3 separate regions of the Sus scrofa genome follow, and all the other regions are linked to region 3. The links are chromatin contacts, called in public HiChIP or PLAC-seq maps. All regions are on one chromosome and are shown on one strand. The core of a region is the stretch at or near the end of the contact, and the rest is flanking DNA. Distances in the headings are between cores, read along the strand shown.

What was found. HiChIP or PLAC-seq counts read pairs in DNA pulled down with a chosen protein or histone mark.
Region 1: an H3K27ac HiChIP or PLAC-seq map of skeletal muscle shows a contact between it and region 3, with 6 times the contacts expected there. The contact joins two enhancer-like sites. A contact is called at or near these places in 10 of 47 Hi-C or Micro-C datasets (embryonic fibroblasts, epiblast stem cells, heart right ventricle and 5 more) and 2 of 2 datasets of contacts at active chromatin or transcription factors (alveolar macrophages and skeletal muscle).
Region 2: an H3K27ac HiChIP or PLAC-seq map of skeletal muscle shows a contact between it and region 3. The contact joins two enhancer-like sites. A contact is called at or near these places in 1 of 47 Hi-C or Micro-C datasets (epiblast stem cells) and 1 of 2 datasets of contacts at active chromatin or transcription factors (skeletal muscle).

The regions. Positions count from the first base shown.
Region 1 is chr14:114,818,086-114,822,652 of Sscrofa11.1, forward strand. It overlaps STN1 (STN1, CST complex subunit), which reads right to left. Exons shown (of 10, transcript NM_001243685.1): 9 at 2,631-2,703. Among named protein-coding and RNA genes, the nearest start is that of STN1, 31 kb to the right of the region's middle. Within about 2 kb of position 1,741, at least 17 of the 83 cell types and tissues checked have an H3K27ac peak or open chromatin away from gene starts, as enhancers often do. A contact at or near this core is called in skeletal muscle, where this site is marked.
Region 2 is chr14:114,753,224-114,757,727 of Sscrofa11.1, forward strand. The region is part of intron 1 of SH3PXD2A (SH3 and PX domain-containing protein 2A); the gene reads right to left. Among named protein-coding and RNA genes, the nearest start is that of SH3PXD2A, 22 kb to the right of the region's middle. Within about 2 kb of position 3,153, at least 16 of the 83 cell types and tissues checked have an H3K27ac peak or open chromatin away from gene starts, as enhancers often do. A contact at or near this core is called in skeletal muscle, where this site is marked.
Region 3 is chr14:114,620,414-114,625,255 of Sscrofa11.1, forward strand. The region is part of intron 5 of SH3PXD2A (SH3 and PX domain-containing protein 2A); the gene reads right to left. Among named protein-coding and RNA genes, the nearest start is that of SH3PXD2A, 150 kb to the right of the region's middle. Within about 2 kb of position 2,023, at least 11 of the 83 cell types and tissues checked have an H3K27ac peak or open chromatin away from gene starts, as enhancers often do. A contact at or near this core is called in skeletal muscle, where this site is marked.

The DNA of each region.
Region 1 (4,567 bases), core at 491-2,990, 200 kb after region 3:
CAGAGAACTGGGTCCTTTCTGCTCATCCTACCTCCTGCAAGCTCTCCACAAGCTGCTCCAGAAACACATGCGCAGCTGCCTGCCACAGAGCTGGGAGTAGAGGATGGGGAGCTGCTACTAAAATCTGAAAACTGACTAAAATTACCCCCAATTTACTGTCCAAATCTTCCTCTGGAAGTTGCTAGCTTTGACAGACTCCAGAGTTCCCAAATAGCTACAGCAGTTATTGTCTTAAGTGGAGGGGAGGAATCCTGGTGCTTCCTACTCTGCCATATAACCAAGAGTTTTATAAAACACCAAATTGTTGCCTTATAACAACCTGCCATGTAGGTACTATTATTATCCCTATTTTTTATGTAAAGAAACTGAGGCACGGAATTACCCAAGGCCACATAGCTACAAAGTGGCAGAGCTGGGCTTCAAACCCAGGCAAGGGGCTCCAGACTATGCCATGTGGCCTATCTTTAGATAAGGCCAGGATCCGTGCTTTAAGGATCTAAAACCAGCCCCTATTTAGAGTTTTTTCATTTTTGTACATTGACCCTTTGCTGAAATACCCATAAGTGACTATAAAGATTTTAAGTTCTCCTACCAATCATCCTGCTAAGGAAAACTCAATGCTATGTTCTGTATGAAAGACTGGAAACCTACTAAAGGTTCAGTAGGAATGGTTAAATAAATGGCTGACTATCTATCAATATATATAGTGAAATACTGTGCAGCTATTAAAAAGACAGGCACTTTTCTATGTACTGTTGTGAGCGATCTCTACATGCCAATGTTAGATTTAAAATAAAAAGCATGAAACATGGAGTATTTTATGCTAAGCTTTACTTGTGCTTTTTAGAAAAGACAAACTATTCAAATATGTTTATAAGTGCATATAACATCTGTAGAAGGATATGCCAGGAACTAGTAACAACCCTAGGCTCCATGTAGAAAGGGGAACTCTGTGCTGGCAGGGAGTCTGACTTTTCTGTGTGTATTTTTGTACTTTTGGACTTTCTACCCTATACATATATTATTCAGAATAATTTTTAATGTCATAGATATTTCCTACGAAAAGGAGTGGCTGCAGGACAGTCCCTACAAGGCATTTTTGTTGGCAGACTCAGTTGCTCATGCTCCAGAATTTAGCTCCTGGGAATTTACTAGTTCCAGGGAATAGGCATATGATTTTTAGAGGCTCCTGTTTACAGACTGAGTGGCAGAGCCTGTCTCCCTTGACACATACACTCAATGAAGCAGGAGCTGGCCCGTAGATTAGAAGCGGGTATAAATCCTGCCACTTTATAGGCCCTAAGGTCACTGAGGCTGTTTGAGTCTCCTAAGAAATGAAGTGTGAATTGCCTTCATTTGCTTCACAGGCCCTAGGATTATTTTAATCCACCCTGTTCTTAAAATACATCGAAATAAGAATCTGGCCAGATGGCCTGGGACTAGCTGGAATGTCATCTGGGGACCAGCCTCTCCTCTTATCCCTTCTTAGTTAAGGACTCCACAATTCACTGTTCCAAAAAGCTCCTTAAATTGTGGATAGGTAGCTTTTCCTCTAATTAAAGGATACTTGTCCTTCTTGTTCTGAATGAAATGAATAATAGTTAGAAACCTTGCATTAAAGTAATAGATTGCTTTCAGTTTATTTTAAGAGCTGTTGTCACACCACTCTGGGAGGTGACCTCATGGGTCCTTAAAGGCTAAATAGGGCTGCATACCGTGAACACCAAGGCCGGAGCCCTGGTCCAGCTCCACCCACTGACTCAGCCTGGAATAGGTCCAAGCCCAGGGATATATGGGCTTTAGGGACTGGAGGTGGATGTTTTTGGAGAGAAAGGAAGCAGAAAGAAGCCTTCCCACTTTTCTTCTCGCATCATTTGTTGACATATGTCAACATCTGTTATTAGCATATGTTTGCAAATGGTAGACTTTGTTGAGTTACCTTTAAGAGCGATTAGTTTACACAGGATTTAAAGATAGGACTAATGCTTCCTTCTCTTTCTAACTAGTGTGCAAATGGTAACATCTACAGTTTGAGTTTCTAACCACTAGGGGCTGACCTAACTCCACCAACTATTTTTGAAACCACATCTTTTGCAAATTATCAGCTTTCAAGGTGACTGGATTACACTGTTCACCAACATAATGTCTAGAACCATTTCTCCCAACACTGAAGGTCTTGCTATCAGAAGAGAGGGGAATGTTAGGCTTGGGTTCAGAGATAAGAGGAAAAAGTGGAAGAAATAACACAAATTGGAGAGAACATGAACCAGAAGGACATCAGAAAGTCCTAGTCTAGCGGCTTACCTCATTGAAGAAGCACTGCTGGAGGAGCTCACCTGTCCAGCCTCCCATGAACGAGAATCCCTAGGGCTGGGACCTGAGTGTTGTATGTTCAAAAAAGCCCCAAGGTTGACTCTTACGTGTAGCCCAGGTCAGAACAGCTGTGTGGGGCTAACACTCACTTTGGAGAAGAGGAAATTGAGGCTCAGAGAGGGGGCAGCAGCCTTGACCGGCATGCTTCCAGGCTGTTTTGGGGAAAGCACCAGGTCTCCTGCCTCTCTGTCCAGGGCTCTCCAGGAGGGAACATCCCCTTCTAGGGCACTGGGTCACATGTACAGTACACCACTTACGATTTGGTTTCTGGCAGTCCTCTTGAATGATCTGCAGGATCTTTCTGTGCAATTCTTTGTCTTCTCTAGTTACCTAAACAGGAAAAACAGTTTGGAGAGAAAATATTCTTAGGTTACACAGAAGTTGTGTCATCCAGACTCCCAGATTAGTATTTGGGATAGTTTCTAAAGATTTCTTAACAATCATCATCCCTACACCAATAATGAGCGTAGTTTCTGATACCTGGCCTGTTGTCAAACCAGTTCTGTCCCTAGGCAACTCAGTGCTTTCTAGTTGACTGACAGGCCTTTCTCTTAGAAGGTGGTTCACTGGGGCCATGACAGCAAGAAAAGCTGGAATTCCTTGCTTTTCAGGACAAAATTTCTTTCTTTCTTTCTTTTTTTTTTTTTTTTTTTTTTTTTTTTTGTCTTTTGTCTTTTTAGGGCCGTATTCACAGCATATGGAGGTTCCCAGGTTAGGGGTCGAATAGGAGCTGCAGCTGCCAGGCTATGCCACAGTCACAGGAATGCCAGATCCGTGTCTCATCTGCGACTTACACACAGCTCATGGCAATGCCGGATCCTTAACTCACTGAGCGAGGCCCGGGATCGAACCCGTGTCCTCATGGATACTAGTTGGGTTTGTTAACCACTGAGCCATGACGGGAACTCTGGAACTTCCTTCTTAAATGTTGGTAACACATTCATAAAATTTCTCTTATTCGTTATATTTTTGAGGAAGGCACAAATGGTCAAACCCTAGGATTCTTTCTTTTCTCTTGTTTCTTCTTTTCTGTCTTGGGTTTCACATTCCTTTACTCAAACACAGGGAAAAAGAAAAGAAATAAAACTGTAAGGAAAAGCTAGCAACAGAGTAAATCTGGCCTATAAGTGGAAACACTGCCTGTTTTCAAAGGCAAATCTAACCCAGGTTCCTTTCTCAACTAGCTCAGGTAAGAGGGAAGCAGCATCCAAGTGAGTTTCACCTTCATGTTCAAAAGTAAATCTAGTATCAAAACAAGAGAAAGGAAAAAAGAGAAAGGAAGGAAGGAATGAAGGGAGGAAGGAAAAGAGGAAGAAAGAGAGGAAAAAAGGAAGAAAGGAAGAGGGCCAAAAAAAAGTATGCAAACAAACGCAAACATCAAGAATGAGCCTCGGACCGCTGGACGCAGAATGACCAGACTTAAGAGTGGGGATACTGATAAGGACTCTCAAGGTTGTTGGCAAGATGAAGCGAGGTAAGGGGCAGAGCTGCTGAAAGCTGGAGTGCACTGTACAAAGAGAAGGTAACTATTTTCCTGAGGCAACGCCCTTAGGAAAACAGAAACCGAGGAGGCCAGGGCTGAGGGAGAAGGGGAGAAGTCAGCGAAGGGGGCTGGCTCTGCCCAGGAGGAAAATAGAGCTATTATTGCTCGATCACCCCATTCCAGCTCATACTGATTCACAGGAGGAAGTGCCCCAGCCCTGCCACACCTCAGCCCTGGACCGCTGCCCACAGTCTGCTGTTCCTCAGGAAGAGCTGCTTCCTACTGACCCAGGAGGCTGAGCCAGAGCCTCCCAGGGGGAACGTGACAGGATGGTGCAGCTTCCCCAAGAGGCAATCAACTCCCACCACACCTGCCCATCCTGGAGGGGCTGGGCTGCCCTCACCCGTGTACAGAATGGAATACTCTTCTCAAAAGTTATTCAAATAGTATTGAAAATGTATCTGGGAGTTCCCGTCGTGGCGCAGTGGTTAACGAATCCGACTAGGAACCACGAGGTTGAGGGTTCAGTCCCTGCCCTTGCTCAGTGGGTTAACGATCCGGCGTTGCCGTGAGCTGTGGTGTAGGTTGCAGACGTGGCTTGGATCCCGCGTTGCTGTGGCTCTGGCGTAGGCCGGTGGCTACAGCTCCGATTCAACCCCTAGCCTGGGAACCTCCATATGCCGCGGGAGCGGCCCAAGAAATAGCAACAAC
Region 2 (4,504 bases), core at 1,903-4,402, 130 kb after region 3:
ATCCCCAACTCACTAGCAAGGCCAGGGAGTGAAGCCTCATGGATACTAGTTGGACTCGCTTCTACTGCGCCACAACAGGAACTCCAAATTTTGTCATTTTTAAATAAGAGAAACAGAGACATTATGGATAAAGTTCAAATCCCTTTGTTCCCCTCAGCCCCATTTCTCTCTCCCCATCCAGAGGTGGCCAGAGTCATAAATTTGTGTATATCCTTCTGGTCTGTGCTTTTATACTTTTTCCACAAACGTATGTAGACATATATAATATACTACTATTTTGCAAATAATTTTGAATTTATAGAAGTGGTATGGGATTGCGATAAATAATATTTACATAAATGGTGTGGTAGATAATATTCGATTGCTTGATTTTTTGCACTCAGTATTGTTTTGGGGATCCTTCCAGGTTGACATGTGTAAACATTATTCATGTTAACTGTAGAGAATTCCACCATAAGAATATACCATATTTATTTATCCATCCTCCTTTCCTGGGCATTTTTATTATTCCAAGTGGCAGCCACAGGTGACAGGACATTCCATTTCTCTTCCTTCCCAGGCTCATGGTAGGACTATGCCTCCACCAGCAGCATATGAGGTTTCCTACTTCCTCACAGCCTAACATTTCACTCTGCTTTCCAACAGGGAGTCACATAATCTCTAGAACAAAACTGCTGAGACGGGTACTCAAGGGTATAGAATATACCAAACACTCTAGTCAGTGGAACAAAAAAGCCCTTTCCATTGTACCTTTTGCTTTTAAACATCACTTTAGCTTGATGCCCAGCCATAGATTGGGAGGGGAGATAGGGGATGCAAGATAATACAATGTTCTTGAATTAATTCCATAAACATCTGGGATTCACAAAGATCGCCGCTGGAAATATCAGTTCTCACTGTATGGATTTAGACACAAATGAAATAGGAAATGGATTAAGTGAGGACTCACCCACCTGACATAAACCCCAGATACTCTTACCTGTCAAGGCCTCTTTGATAATTTACCCTACAAAATAGTCACTCAAGTTCCCAAAGATATATATGGATGCTTAGGGCAGCACTATTTATTTTGGGGGAAAAAAAAGTTGAAAATAATCTACAGTTCATAAATAGAAGGATAGTTTTTTTAAAAATTATAATTGTTTTGCTATTTACTTCTGAACTGCCTTACAAGTGAGATGGTAAATCTCCATATGGTTTAAGACGGGTTTTTTTTTTTTTCTTTTTAGTTCTGCACCAGTGGCATATGGACCTTCCCAGGCTAGGGGTTGAATCGGAGCTACAACTGCCAGCCTACACCACAGCCACAGTGACACGGGATCTGAGCCAAATCTTCGACCTGCTCTCGGCAATGCTGGATCCTTAAGCCACTGAGTGAGGCCAGGGATCGAACCTGCATCCTCATGGATACTAGTCAGGTTCATTACTGCTGAGCCAGACGGGAACTCTTGGTTTAAGACAGTTTTAGATGGGACTTTGTTACTTGCAGCTGAATGCCTCCTCATGGATTCTCAGTTTTGCACTGGACCAGCTCGAGCAAGAGAAGAAACAAATGCAGTCAGACTTTACACGCAGAGAACTCCAAAGCACTGGGTGACTTCCCCACCAGCTGCCTGCAAAAGAGAAGTCCCATGACCCTGTGTCTCAAGGGAACAGAGCCTGACCAGGAACACAGCAACTTTCACCAGAACCTGAGAAGCAGGCTGGGAAGTTAGTCAGCATTAAAAACAAATAAAGATGTTGTGTTGTCTCTCTCCCCACCCCCTCCAGGAAAGAGAGTCCCCGGGGAGAAAGAGGAGTAAAGACTTTGCCCAGTTTCCACCCTGCCCCCAAGCTGCTGACCAGGCCAGAGGAAGTGGTGGGAATAAACCGCAGGCACATTCAATATTTCCCTACAAGATCCAGACTCGATCAGCTTCAAGACAGTGGAGTAGGAGAGAAAACCCACATGCTCCAAAGAGTAGGGAGAGGAAATGTGCCAGAGGAACCTACACTCAGGACCAGAGGCCAGCCCTGCCAAGGCCTGGTGAAGGTTTCAGCACAGGGAATGAATCAAGCTCACCCTATAAACCATCCAAAGACGGTGGATGAACTTTGAAAATGTTACATCCCCAGTCGAAGAAAGCCAGTCAAAAAGACCACAAAATTGACAATTCCATGTTTATAATGTGTCCAGAAGAGGCAAATCTGTACAGATAGAGAGAAAATTAGTGGTTTCCAAGTTTCCAAGAGCTGAGGACCAATGGAGGGGAAGAAGGGTAACCGTGATGGGTAAAGCATACATGCTTCTTGGGATAATAAAATGTCCTAAAATGGAGGCTGTGGTTGCACAATTTGGTGAATATAAACCACTGAGCTGTATACTTTAAATAGGTCAATTGTATGATAAGAGAATTATATCTCAATAAAGCTGTTCCCAAAAGCGGGGGTGGTGCTGAGAGCATCAGTGTGGCGGCTCTCCGATGCTGTTACACAGGGAGCTACACGAGAATGCCCAGTTCCCGCTGCTTCCTATGTTTTTAGCATCAATAATGTGTCTGTGCCAGCCACCAGCTCTATGAGTTTGCGCTACTTTTATCATCCCTGTTTAGGAAACTTAGTCTCAAGGAGACTAAAGAATTTGCCCCAAACCACATGATTTGCGAGGGACTCTGACTCGAGAATTTGCCCCAAACCACGTGATTTGCGAGGGACTCTGACTCGCCTAACTGCTGCACCACATCCCAATGTGTGTCGGCAGAGAGTCAAGCAAATCCACAGGGTTAAGAGCGTATTAGGTGAACACCTAATAGTAACAGCAATGGGGCTGGGAACTTATTAGAGGATGGCTTTTGACAGTCTCGGGGCTCAGACTGCCTTGCATGAATCCATCTGCTTCCTGGGGTTCATCCTGGATGATGTTCAGGACATGAGGGTGGAGGAGAGGTGACCCTTTAAGGGACACTGGCAGAAACTGTCTGCTCTTGAGGAGCTGTCTGGAGTCCCTGAGCTGGCTGGGTGCCAGAGGGGTCCTCTCCCAGCAGCTCTGGGAACCAAAGGGTATCTGAGCCCCATGAATAAGTCCCAAATGCCCCACCCCGACTCATGTCTGGGACTGCAGCTTCTGTGGGATTTCCTGCTGTCTGACGTGAGCGCTCATGGGCGGGAGCAGCCAGGCAAGCCCAGGGGCCCTGCTGCCTCTGTCTGCCAAGAATACGCACTGATGAAATGTCCACCCTCTATTCCTTCCAGGAATTCAGACTGGGAAGGCCTGTTTCTCCATGCATCCCCTTATTAGAGGTTAGATCACACCACAGATAACACGGACAGATCTGTGGTGCCCCAGCCTCACATAGCTGGACACGTAACCAGCGCACAGTAAAACAGGTGAGAGACTGATGTTGCTCTTGGGGGATAAAACTAGGCCTAAGGCTCCCTATCCAGCTAAAATGTGTACAGTACCCTCTCCCTGAGGCCCGGGGGATGAACTCAAGGCCTTTCTAGCTTCCTCCATACCCCTTCTCAATTCCCCGCTTGCTCTGCAGTCTCTCCTTCATCTCCACCTCACCCTGGGTTACAAGGACTTTTTTCAGGATCAGGTTTTTCTGGCACGCCTACACCCACCTAGTGCATGCCTTATTCACACAGCCCTGCCTCACAGCCTTCCTGCTCCTGCAACTCTTCCTCCTCTGAAGCTACAAGTCATGTTTCTAGAGCAAGTGCCCTGGATGGGGAGCAGGGCCCTTGCTGCAGGTACAAAGTCACGGCAGAACGCCACCCAGCAGCTCACCCCATGTGGGTGGAGGGGGCAGGGGAGGGTGGAAGTTAAGAGGTGGTCAGACCCCAGTTCTTCCACTTAATAGTTGTGTCGCTTTGAGTAAGTGACTTAACCTCTCTGATTCCCAGTTTCCTCACCTATAAAATGCAAGTAACAGCATCTTTCTTTTGTGAGAGTGAATGAGGTCTGTGTACACCTGCCTGGCTCAGAAGAGGCACTAAAGACAAGGAGAAAAGGGAGTTATGAGGAGTATATAGGAGGATCTATCTGTGAGACCATTTTATACTGAAATCAAAGTATTTGGGGACCCTCCAGCCAGAACATAAGGAGTTCTCAAGGATAAAAGATGGCTCCAGGAATATGCCTGCTGGACAGGGACCCACAACTTGTATTAACCACACCCCAAATGAACACATATATAAACATACTCCCAAACACACATACACAAATACACTGCACAAACATCCCTAAATGCCCTGCAACACACACACACACACACACACACACACACACACACACACACACACACACACGGTATCCCCAAATACATCCCCCACATCCAAACACACAGACATTACAAATCCCCAAATACACATGCATCACACACACACACACCCCTCTCCTCTTCTCTCAAAAGATGCTTTCAACCACTTATAAGGAGAGCCAGTCTCACCACAATTTCAAACACTGTCACAAAAAGCTTTAATGTTCATAGGACCCAACTCCCTGCCAACCAGCCAGATACAA
Region 3 (4,842 bases), core at 773-3,272:
GGAGTTCCTGTCGTGGCGCAGTGGTTAACCAATCCAACTGGGAACCATGAGGTTGCGGGTTTGATCCCTGGCCTTGCTCAGTGGGTTAAGGATCCAGCGTTGCTGTGAGCTGTGGTGTACCTTGCAGACGTGGCTCGGATCCCGAGTTGCTGTGTCTCTGGTGTAGGCCGGCAGCTACAGCTCCGATTAGACCCCTAGCCTGGGAAACTCCATATGCCGTGGGAGCGGCCCTAGAAAAGACCAAAAAAAAAAAAAAAAAAAAAAAAAAAGGCTGAGAAAATAACAGGGACCCCGCCCTGCTCCTGCCCTCGGTACCAGGTTACCCTTCCCAACCCTGCCACCTCCTTTCCATCCCAGCCTGTGGGAGCTGGAAGTCCTATGCCAGACCCGAACACAGAGTAACCCTCTCTGCCATCACAGGCCCATCTGAACTGACCAGTGTAGAGTCGGCCTCCTGCCAACGTGCTCACCTAGCACAACAGCCAGGCCCTCAGAAGCCCTTGCTCCCTGGAGCCCCTTTCAAGTGGGTTAGACACAGCTTCCTGTGGGCCCTCCTCCCACCAGCCCACCCAGGTTAAAGGGGACCATTGCAGGAGGTGGGCAGGGGCTTTTCCCACAAAGTTCTGTGCTTTTCTAGCCCCCAGTCTCCTGTGGACCCACGGTCCTGAGGTCCAGCTGGTTTTCTCACGCATCAGCATAGAGGCTGAGCAGCTGCCAGGGGCAGAGGTGCTGGAAGGACAGTGTGGCCCATGCCCTGGCCAGATGGGTGGTGGTAGGGCCTGCTGGATGCACAGAGCTGTCAACTGATGAGGGTCTGACAAGACTCAGTGAAGCCTGGGAACGGGGAATGGGCTGCAATTCCCAAGTCACCCGTCCCTTGGGGAGGGCCAGGGACCCAGAGGGCTCACAGATCCTGATGGCCAGTGGGTGCCTGGTGGTGGAGGGGGCAGCTTCACTCCACAGTTGGCAGCAACCCTGGCAAGAACTCCCAGAGCAGAGGGGGCTCTGGAAAGGCCAGCCTCGCTCCTGTCTTCACCTGCAGATTCCGTTCCCCGGACTTTTCTTTTTGTCTTTTTAGGGTTGCACGTGTGGCGTATGGAGGATCCCAGGCTAGGGGTCGAATCGGAGCTGCAGCTGCCGGCCTACACCACAGCCACAGCAACACAGGATCTGAGCCATGTCTGCAAACTACACCACAGCTCATGGCAGCTCCGGATCCTTAATCCACTGAGCGAGACCAGAGACTGAACTTGCATCCTCATGGATCCTAGTTGGGTTTGTTACTGCTGAGCCATGACAGGAACTCCCTCTACCCCCAGTCTTTTCGGAGTGGCCATGTACACCCAGGCCTGGGCTGATGGAAGCAGGGGAAGAAGGATAGAAAGTTCCCGTCCTCTGAGCATCTCTGGTGCCAGGTACCCTCCAGGCATTTACAGGCGTCAGTGACCTTAAACCTCATAACTATCCTCCCAGGGGGTCCTGCTGGCCTCTTTTGCAGAGGGGGACGCTGAGGTCTGAGAGAAGTGACTCATTCAAGGACACGAGCAGAGCTGGGTGTTCTGTTTTCTCCAGAGTTAGTTTAACTCAATTCAAAATTTCTTCCTGGTGGTAGCCTTGAGCCCTGAGTTCCTCAGCCTACGCGGTCCCTGGCACATGGCAGGGGCTCAGCGAACACCTGCTGGGTGAAGACGGCAGCAGAGACGCTCTCTAGGCTCTTCCCAGGACCTTCCATTGGCCTCCCAGGAAGAGGGAGGGGAGAGACGATGGGCTGACTCAGCATCTACTGTGCGCTCCACACACATCGTCTGTTTCACTCTCCTCGGCGCCAGGCAGGTAGATGTGACGTATGAAGCACGTCATCTGCAGAAGCCTGGGTCCCGAGATCCAGAGTCAGGCTCCCAAGTGAGCCTGACCTGGAATTTGACCCAAACTGGAATCTGACTGGGAGGAGGCTCCCCCAGTTCTCAGGGCCGTCCTGGCTGCAGGGCCACACACACTCCCTGCCTTCCTGCTGGGTCGTGAGGCAGGGCTGGTCAAGTCTCCCCTCTGTCCCCCTGGACTCTGCTCTCCTCCCTGGCAGGGGCAGCCTCAGCCCCCATCCCCTACTAAAATATTAACGGGGAGGGAGGTTGGGAGACCTTGTGAGGAGCGCCTTTTCCGGGGTCTGACCTTATGTCACCCCAGCCCTGGAGCAGCTGCCTGTCCCCTGCCTGGGGCCTCTGTCCCTGGACCTTGCCCAGTGCCTTCCACACCAGATGCTGGGCTGTCTCACAAGGCCCCGGCCCAGACCCAAACCTGGCGCTCCACCTGGACCGGGTAGGACAGCCTCCCTCTCTCGCTGGCCTGCCTGGGCATGGACTCGGTGGGTGGTGGGGGTGTGGACCCCAGGCTGGATGGAAGCTGGCCCTTTGGGCAGGCTGAGGCAGGGACAACTGTCTCTCCTCTACCAAACTGGCCCATTGTTTTAGGCCACAGCAGAGGGTGGCTCTGTGGCCCTGGGGCTGAGAAACAAAAACCTGTTTAGTGAGGCCCTGTCCCTCCCCTGCAGTTTTAAGAATTTACCCAGGATCTGGCTGGCTTTAAGGGAACAAACGAGCCAAGGGGACAGGCTGGGGCCTAGAACTCAGAGTGGTGGCAGGGAGCAGAAGACCCTAAGTGAACTACAGGAGCCCACTGTGTGCTGCTGGGGCAGGGGACTGGTGGCAGGTCCATGAGGGGGATGTGACGAGAGCAGGCACCCACCCAGCCCTGGCCTATCTTTCCCTCTATGGCATGGGGCCAAATGCGTGTATGGCCACCTGCCCACAGGCTCAGGCCCAGAGCAGAGCGCTGACGACGTCAGGTGACAAAGGGAGGCTGCAACCTAACTCCACTGAGGTGGAGAGTGCTGGTCACTCTGCAGTCTGACAGCGGGCAGTGCAAGTTTTAATCCTGGAAATAGCCCTGATGTGGTTTGGCTAACACCTGCCAGGTGCCAGGCCCAGGGGTCCAGAGAGGTGGGTTCCCGCAATGGGGGGAGACCATAAACAGACAGAGCGCCATGCCTGAGGCTGTGGGCTCTGGGGAGCCTCCCTGGAAAGACTGAGGGCTGAGCAGGACTCCGTCTGGGGTGGGAGGGGAGAGGGAACAGGAGTGCTCCAGGCAGAGGGAACGGCCAGGCCTGGGCTTGGAGGCTGGTGACACTGGCTGCATTCGGGTGCGGTCATCTAAGAATGAGGGTGGGGCTGGCGGGCCAGGAGCTGGAGAGGTAGGAAGACCAGTCTCAGGCCCTCAGGCCTCACGGGGCTGCACCTCAGCCAGACCTTCCTCCCAGGAAGGTGTGTCCTGCTGGGGGTCTAAGGACAGGGCTTGTAGAAGGCCTTTTATTTATTTACTTTATTATTATTATTTTGGCTTTTTAGGGCCACACCCGTGGCCTATGGCAGTTCCCAGGCTAGGCATTGAATCGGAGCTACAGCTACCGACCTATGCCACAGCAACATGGGATCTGAGCCGTGTCTGGGACCTGCACCACAGCTCACGGCAACGATGGATCCCTAACCCACTGAGCAAGGCCAGGGATTGAACCCCCGTACTCATGGATGCTAGTTGGATTTGTTACCACAGAGCCATGATGGGAACTCCTTAAAATTTGTGTTTTTTTTTTGTTGTTGTTGTTGTTGTTTTTACTTTTTAGGGCTGCATGTGCAGCATATGGAAGTTACCAGGCTAGAGGTTGAATCAGAGCTGCAGCTGGCAGCCTATACTATAGCCATGTCAATGCCAGATCTGAGCCACATCTGCAACCTATACCATAGCTCAGAGCAACACTGGATCCTTAACCCACTGAGCAAGGCCAGGGATTGAACCCTTATCCTCACGGATACTAGTCAAATTCTTAACCCACTGAGCCAGAATGAGAACTCCTAGAGGGCTCTTTAGAAACTTCAGATTCACTGTTTCAACTGGCTGTGAATTTAAACTTGATTAAAAAGAGGCATTTGCTGGTTCACATGGTTGACTGGGGTGGGCGTCCTGCCAACCTTAGCTCCTGTTTGTTATCACTGACGCCACAGGAGTGGCAGAGCTGAGGGACCCCTGCTTGGGGGCTCCTGTGCCTCTGGAAACCCTGCCAGGTGATGCCTGCCTCCCTGGCCTGCAGCCCAGCAGGGGCTATCTAGTGCTCAGACATAACTCAGCCAGGGAGAGCTGGGCTGGCAGGTGTGGCCCCAGGACGCTGGGTGGGTAGGCCATGTACACAGCCCAGGGGGTCGCCTTGGGTGCTGGCAGGGTGCTGGGGTGGGGCCTCCACAAGGCTAGGCTCATCTGGGTGTCAGAGTTAAGGCTCAGGACCACATGAGACTTGCCCTATGCTGCACCTCCTCGGATTCCAGGGGTGTGTCCTTATCCCCCTCCTTCAGAATCTGGTGACCAGCGCCGTCCCCACCCCGAGCCAGCCACAAGGCTGCCCCAGAGTCCACATGGGAGAGGCGAGGAGGCATCATCGCCAGCTTCTCTTGCCTGTCACCTGCTGGCTGGGTGACCTCAGGGAGCCACTTCAGCCCTCCTTACAGTCACGGCCTAGCCTACTGCCTGTGGGGGACTAACATGAGGCCTGAGTGACATCGGTCACCCAGCTGGCAGATCTAAGTGCCTGATCTGGGCACCAGGGATGCGGCATGACCAGATCAGGTCCAAGCTCCTGCTCTCCTGGACCAACAACAACGCAGGGTGGAAACAGGTCACCCGGGAGGTGGTGATAAGTTCTGTGAAAAGAGATGAAGCCAGAATGGGGAGAGTCAGTGATGGGGGATTTTAAACTGGAAGGCCAGGGATGGCCTTGCCGGTCAGCTCTTTGAGTCG